Linked DNA regions of Anas platyrhynchos: region 1 is linked to region 2. The links are chromatin contacts, called in public Hi-C maps. All regions are on one chromosome and are shown on one strand. The core of a region is the stretch at or near the end of the contact, and the rest is flanking DNA. Distances in the headings are between cores, read along the strand shown. Region 1 has its middle 8.9 kb from the start of TRNAI-UAU. Region 2 has its middle 300 kb from the start of TRNAM-CAU.

Region 1 (3,589 bases), core at 1,020-3,519, 350 kb after region 2:
GCTGTTTCCAGAGGCTCGGTTACAGACTTTTGAACATTCAGAAGTATTTAAATCTATCCTATCTTATCACTTTGAGAAAAAGTAACAAGTTTTCTGATCAAGCATTTGTGCGTACAGACAAGTTCAACTATAGTCAAGGACAGCAGCTGCACTTCCCATTAATGGGAGGGCCACCAACACTCTTTAAAACCCCACAGATTTCCATGCACCGTACACAACGCAGCACTGATGCCCTGCAGAAAGTGCTTCCTGTTAGCAGCAGGCCCCTAAAACTATCATTTCATGCATAGTGACAACTCTAGGATAGGAACGACACCCAACCCCATGGTTCCTGTGGACATACAGAGAGGAAACTGCTAATCAGGAAGACACCATTGCCTCCCACAGCCTGAGGCAGGTATTCCACCTACCAGGTCTGCCACCCTTGGATATAGCCTTTTCAAAAACCTGAAGAGCCCATATTATTGATTTTATTTCCCTGCATCTAGTCACAGAATTATTAGGTATATTTTCTTCTAAATGATGGATGTAAAATAAATAAATAAATAATTCAAAAGATGTGATCTGGGATTTCAGCAAAGCTTTTGTTACAGGTGCAGCCTCACCTCAAGCACCATGGTCAGTTTGGGGCACCGCAACATGAGGACATAAGATTATTATAGTGTCAAAAGGAGGACTACATAGATGGTGAAGGGCCTAGAGGGAAAGGAGTATGAGGAACGGCTGAGGCCCCTTGGTTTGTTCATCCCTGAGCAGAGCAAGCTGAGGGGAGGCCTCATGGCAGCCTGCAGCTCCCTCATGAGGGGAGTGGAGGGGCAGGCGCTGAGCTCTGCTCTCTGGGGACAGCGACAGGACCCGAGGGAATGGCATGGAGCTGGGACATGGGAGGGTCAGGCTGGGGGTTAGGGAAAGGGTCTGCACCCAGAGGGGGTCGGGCACTGGGACAGGCTCCCCAGAGCAGTGGTCACAGCACTGAGCCTGCCAGAGTTCAAGAGCTGTTTGGACAAAGCTTTCAGACACAGGGTTTGATTTCTGGGTGGTCCTTTGGGGACCCAGGAGTTGGTCTCCATGACCCTTGTGGGTCCCTTCCAACTTGGGATATTCTCTGATTATTTAAAAGTACTGCAGTGTCTTATTTACTGCAACCCAGATGAACAGTGCCAGATGAATTCAGGTACATGTACAGAGTTGTCTCCCAGCATGGTCTGTACCACACAAACATCACCAATGAAGCTGTCTGCAATTCATGCAGTTCTGTTTGATTGGCACTTCTTGGAAAAAGTCTTCAGTATTGTTTATCTTCATACAATACTTAAAAGCATGTGCCAGATATTTTTGCTCCCATTTCACCAGTACAAATCTGAAATATCTTCACTTAACTGAAGTAACATGAACGTCCATTTCTCTCAATGTAAACAAACGGAGGATGTGAGCCTGTACACCAACTTCCAGTCATGCATGGGTTTACTAGACACAGATGCTTAACAGTACAAGCCTGATTTTCCCATGCCTTGCACGGAAGGAAGAATAGAATTACGTTATAACACCACTGCATTAGAATAGTACCTGACACTCATTTTGAGCAGACTGTAAGCAGTCTATCAGGGAATACTAAGCAGAAGGAATAGGTCTCTTCTATATACAGAATGGCAAACAAATACAGTAAATGGTGAATGTTACACAGCCTGCCTCTGTTACCATCTTTTAATTTCCAAGAAAAAAAAAAATCTTATAAAAAAATCAGCCTCAATCATATCATCTAATTTGGTGCAGCTCCACAGTAATTATGATGGAATCGTGCTGCATCACTTACACTGATAAAAGGAAATTACCAGAAGATTCCAGAAGCACTCAACTGGACTTAATTCCAAGCATAAACTCCTAAGTGCTCCATTGATGCCTGTCAGTTTGATTACAGGATGAATCAGATTCCAAGAAATACTATCACTGTGTATTTCAAGGCAGTTTTAGTGGTACTGGCAGGGTGGGGGGAAGGCATTGCTCAGAGATTAAAACATTTATCCTCAATTCCATCTGCTGATGGGGTGAAGAAAGCCAGATTTTAGGAAAAGATAAATCAAATGAAAAAATACATGTAGTAAGCTGACATTTTGCACCAAATTGATCATTTTATGAGCACTAGACTGTTAAAGACAAAAACAAGATGGAAAGTTTATCAGTAAAGCAAGGCACAAGCAGAACTCGTGGGAGATACAGTCAACAGTGACACTAAGCTACAGCAAGGGCTCATGTACTCAGGGTCGCCCATAAGCGTCTGCATGGTAAATATGTAAGAGGAACTTTTGCCAGATCAACACTCGTGTTTACAATTCTAAGCCAATGAAATAGTAAAAACATGAGATTTGATTATGTAAGAGACAAACTACATTTTTTTTTGTCTGCCGTGTAACAGTCAAGATAAGTTTGGAGTTGCAGCCACCAATGCTACAGGACAAAGCTTTGAAGGTCTGAAGCCACCTCCAGGTTTATTGCAGACCACCAGCACAGTTAGACCAATGCATGGTAACTTGAACAAGCATTTACTAGGACTTCTTAGACCACTAATGGTCCATGAACATCACAGAAACGTCTGCCCTATCAAGTCAAATGATCACAGGCAAATCAAGCACGGGACACACAGCGCACAAGGAACTGCCAACACAGCAATATGGTGCCAAGTTTGCCTACAATTTCAATAGACGCAGTTCCACTAACTGGTATTTATTTATTTATTTTTAAGAAAACATCCCACAGAAGCCGAGCCAGATGGTTAAATGTTGCTACTACTAACACTGCTAATACCCCTTCAAGATTATTTATTGAGTAGGACAGCCAGGACCAGCACTTTCATCGCTTGTAATCACTACCAGTTTTTCTCCCAGTTTGTCTGCATCAGTTATCATTTTCTTTCAGGATATGGCTTGTTAGTCTCCAACGCGTATTGTTCACATCTACTCTAAGATTATTACTCAGCCAATGCAAGTACAATTGAATTTAGATGTGCTGTTCTTTTTTCAACTGTATCCAAACCACAACTGTTATTGGAAACTTCTGGTCTATGTTACTTTCCAAATTGACCCTTAAACCCTCTTTTCTTTCCTTGTCCAGCAGTCATTTAGTGGAGTAAGCTACAGGAATTTTCACCCTATTATCCAAAGGATTAGCTTCCAGAGAAAATAAGCAACTTAATAAGTAGAAATATTCCATGTAAAAATTAAATACAGTCAAGATTTGTATTTCAAACCAGAATTCATAGGAGACATCAAGGAACTACAGTCTTCCAATTATCATGCTGTGCAAGGAAGCAATCTTGAAGCAGCAGCTCACCATGGGTCACGTCTGATCAGCACCACTAGCTGTTCTCCTCAACCCATGGCTCCCCAGATGTCATGCCCCAGTGATAACCCTCCCCAATGTGGAAACACTGGTACACATTTAGCCAAGGCAGTCTAAGCTCCAAGAGCAACTAAAACATGCCTAAGCTAGAGAAATTACTGTGTTAACAGTTCTTTCTGCTATTTGCCTTAATTTGCACCTCACTTGCGCAAGGGTCCTGCAGATTTCTGAAGATCTCTCTCATTCCAAAAGC
Region 2 (3,900 bases), core at 975-3,474:
CAATTTATACCAGCCATGCCAGAATACACGTTCTGGCTTAAACTGGTGATTACCACACAGAATAGACATCTAATCCCTGAGTGAGATTGCCACCTTGGGAGCCCAACACTCAGAGCACACAAATAGGCAGATACACTGCTTTATTGTAGCAGTGGATCAGCCTGATGAATCAAGGCTGTGGGATGAGTTGTGTCATTCACATGTCCTCCTGCAATTAGAACAGCAAAGAGGTATTGCAACACAGCAGAGAAACATGTCCTGCAATTCAGGTTGCAAGGTGTGGAAAAAAGATGTCAGCGGTGATATCAAATTGGCAGCTGTGTGATGTGGTGATTTTCTATCTAATGAAAAAAAATAAATTAACACATTAATATTTTAAAGTTAAGCATCTAACAATTCCAGTTTAGAGGGTTATGATTCAGCCAAAAGTAACATGTTGCACAGCAGAGGAATTTAGCCTTTGACCTGATTAGCTGCTGGAATCATCCAGTTGCATTTTACGTGTGAAACTTCACACAACCCTAATTACTGAAGCCCTGAAGAAAAAGGCCAGAGGTGTTAAAGAGCTGGCAGGTGTGAAAAAAGTCACAGGTATGGGCTCCTTGTATTACTCTCCGCCTCCTGAGAAACAATAGGTCAGAAATGATATACACTTTCATGAAAAGACTTTCTAAAGGTGAAAGGCAGTGGAAAGAGAGAGATTTTCTATCTGAATCCTACCTGTGACTATGAAAATCCCCCCTTTGTCTGGAGTTAACAAAGCACTTAAGAACCTAATGAAACACATTTTAATTATGATATGTGGGAAATTACTCAGAAAGATCTGTTGTTGCTGTTGAGAGCAACTCATTTTCTAATGATGTCTAACAATAGCACAGAAAAAGGTAATTAATACAAATGTTAGTAGAGGAAGGAAAAAAAAGGCCCAGAGTTAAATGCACTTAAGTCAAGAAACACTAAACAGTCCCCATACAAAAATGCCGACTGTCTCGTACTACATGATTAGAGAATAACAAACCTAGTTCCTGTACTTTAGAGTGGGACAAGAGTAATCCGAGCAACTGCAGAACCCATCATGGCTGTTATTCAATAACATCTGAGAAAAAAAAAAAAAAAGAAAAAGAAGTAAGGTTAAGATAAAGACTACTGAAAGGAAAACAGAATAAAACACACTTGAGGTGTGCCAAACATAGATGACACACTAACTCTTGTCACATACTTTGATAAAAATATGTCTTGGTCTACCTGAAGGTTCCAAAGGAAGAAATTAGTTTATTATGAAAAGGGTGAATATAGCAGCATTTCAACAGTTATAAAAAACTCAATGCTGATTCATCATACCAGAGACACAACTAAATGTTTGGAAGGTTATTAGATGATCACCTAAAAGGCTATTAGCTTGGAACAAGATGTATTTAATACTTGTATTAATGACCTCAGTAACAAGCAACTGAAGTGATCTAATGAAGTTCAATGATCACACGGATTTGGGGAACCCTGCCCATGGTGAGGAAGGTAAGAGTATTGCACAGGAACCATTTTAACAGAATTCAGCCACGTAGGTTGCATTGTTATATCAACAAGGGAAAAACAGAGTTTCTCTTATGACCTGAGACCATGATTTACGCAACAAAGGAGGAAAATGAGCACAGTTTTTTATTTGATCACAGACAGCACTTAAAAAGGCAAATGTAACCTCAGGAGGCTTCAGGCAAGGTAGAAAAGGGAATTATTAAAACTATTGCACCATGCCCTGGTACTAATTCACCTGAGGCTGTGCATATAAATTGTCATCACTGACATTTAATAAAGGTAAACTCAGACTGGAAAATGTACAAAGAAGTACTATTCAAATGATAAGAGCAATGGATAGTTTGTCTAACGAGAGACAAGTAGGGAAACTTGGCTTATTAGCTCAGCAAAATGTAGGCCAAGAGGGACTTCAATGTGCTCAATTATTTTATCTGTGCTAGGATAAAGCAGAGAGCAAAGAGCTTGGCACAGCCATCGGTGTGACTGGAAACTAGGAGAAAATTCCCAACTGCTGTGGCAGTGTGCTTCCAGCACAGCTTTCTAGTAGGACTGTCCAGGCAAGAAGCTTTTTAAGGTTTAAGATGAAGAGTATTAGATTTATAAACAGGATTAGAGTGATGCTGTCGTCTGCTGCAGTGAAGGAGTGGGGTCAGTGAGCCATAGTTCTTGTTTTTGTCAGAGTTCTCTGATAAGCAGATTCTAAAACCACACTCAGGGCTGTGGTCTGAGATCAGCAGCTACAGTACCAAGTGTCACAGTCACTACCCAGAATACCAGAACAGATGCAGCAGAAGTCCAGAAACAGAGATCTCAGATATAACCCCTAATACACATTGGTTCAGAATATCCTGTGCCAGACCCCCAGCTGATATACACTGAATGCAAATAGCTCTTAGACTTTGGCTACACTGTAAAGATTTGTGCAAAACTGTTTCCTTCACTTATTCTGATTTAATTTCCCTTCCTTGCTTTCCTCCTCCATTGTTTTAGCCAGATCTCTTAATCTCACACTTTAATCACATTACGAGTAACACCAGTGCTTCTTTTGATTTCGTGATGGAGGTCATCATTTTCCTCTGACATGTGAGATTAGAAGTCATAAAGGGCAAAAGGAGAAAGTTTAGTATTGAAACCAATGTGCAGAACAATTAAGCAATGTAATTTAGCAACTCATAAGGCTGACTCAAACTGTATCTTTGAACATTATTGGGGGGGGAGGGGGTGAGAGCGCTGTAAGATATTCTGATAGTAGGAATAATTATTTACACCAATATGTGAAAAATGTTGCAATTATATTGTTGCAAAAGTATTCATCTTACTAAATGGTTGTTTCGTGGCCTCACTGGAAGAAATTGAATTCCAGCTCCAGTTTTCCCTACCAGTCTTACAAACTTACTGAAGACAATAACAGATACAAAATGCGGTGGAATGACCCTCATTACGAACAAAGCACCTTAAATAAATCTGTTCTGTTACAATTTTTTCCAGGACCCAAAAAAGCCCTGCTCAAAAAAGTTGCTGCATTGTGCTGCCTATGCTTCTCAGAAAAGTGCCTAGTGGAAATGAATGAGAGAAAAGAATGCTCAGGGTTGGTTTGGTTCAGAGTATGAAACAGGGGTCCTGCTAAACTTCATGGACAAATCTTGATCCAGTTATTCACTTTGACCATTGGTTATGTATGAAGCCACAGAATTAGTATGATGCAAAGTTAAAGGGGCTTAGCTTAAATTATGTTTTCAAAACTGTCGCAGCCTTTGAAATGTCACTGTTTTATTCAGAGAGAGGATTAAGGAAAAGTTACTATTCTTTATACTGTTTTAAATACACTGGAAAGCTGCTTCAGAGCATCAAAACCCCTGCCTCAAGCACCCTGTTCTGTTTTATATATTCCTCTGAGCTGTCCTGAGCTCCTTGGTAAATACAGAGATTTTGTATAATAAAGAATGAGCAACAAAATAAGACACTTGTTACCTAAGATATTGTTTGTTATATGTGTGACATTATTACTTTTACAATTTACATAGCCTTTGTGGAAAAGTGGGATTCATTTCCTTTCCTAAGAAGGACAAGTAAAGACAGAGAGAACAATCAATATAAATATGAGATTATTTGGCGGATATTTTTAAGTAAGCTTTCTGATAATTATCATATAACCCCAGGTTAAACTGAGGTTTCCTACAGTACATCTGGATGATCTGAATTCACTAGTTAACAAATGACATAAACACTGTTTTTGGCTCATGATAGTCTGGTAACTTGCTGTTTACATCTTTGAAAGAAATAGGAACACAAAATGAAGTTTGGTTACAAGCAGTGAACAAATAAAGTTGCATTTCAGGATTTATACTTCTAGAAAATGTTTACATT

Evidence for each region. Hi-C and Micro-C count contacts between places; a contact is called where the count stands out from the background.
Region 1: a contact with region 2 is called in a Hi-C map of small yellow follicle, with 4 times the contacts expected there. The contact joins two enhancer-like sites. A contact is called at or near these places in 2 of 8 Hi-C or Micro-C datasets (small yellow follicle and subcutaneous adipose tissue).

The regions. Positions count from the first base shown.
Region 1 is chr3:41,894,637-41,898,225 of IASCAAS_PekinDuck_T2T, forward strand. No RefSeq gene overlaps it. Among named protein-coding and RNA genes, the nearest start is that of TRNAI-UAU, 8.9 kb to the right of the region's middle. Within about 2 kb of position 2,270, at least 3 of the 8 cell types and tissues checked have an H3K27ac peak or open chromatin away from gene starts, as enhancers often do. A contact at or near this core is called in small yellow follicle, where this site is marked.
Region 2 is chr3:41,540,502-41,544,401 of IASCAAS_PekinDuck_T2T, forward strand. No RefSeq gene overlaps it. Among named protein-coding and RNA genes, the nearest start is that of TRNAM-CAU, 300 kb to the right of the region's middle. Within about 2 kb of position 2,225, at least 4 of the 8 cell types and tissues checked have an H3K27ac peak or open chromatin away from gene starts, as enhancers often do. A contact at or near this core is called in small yellow follicle, where this site is marked.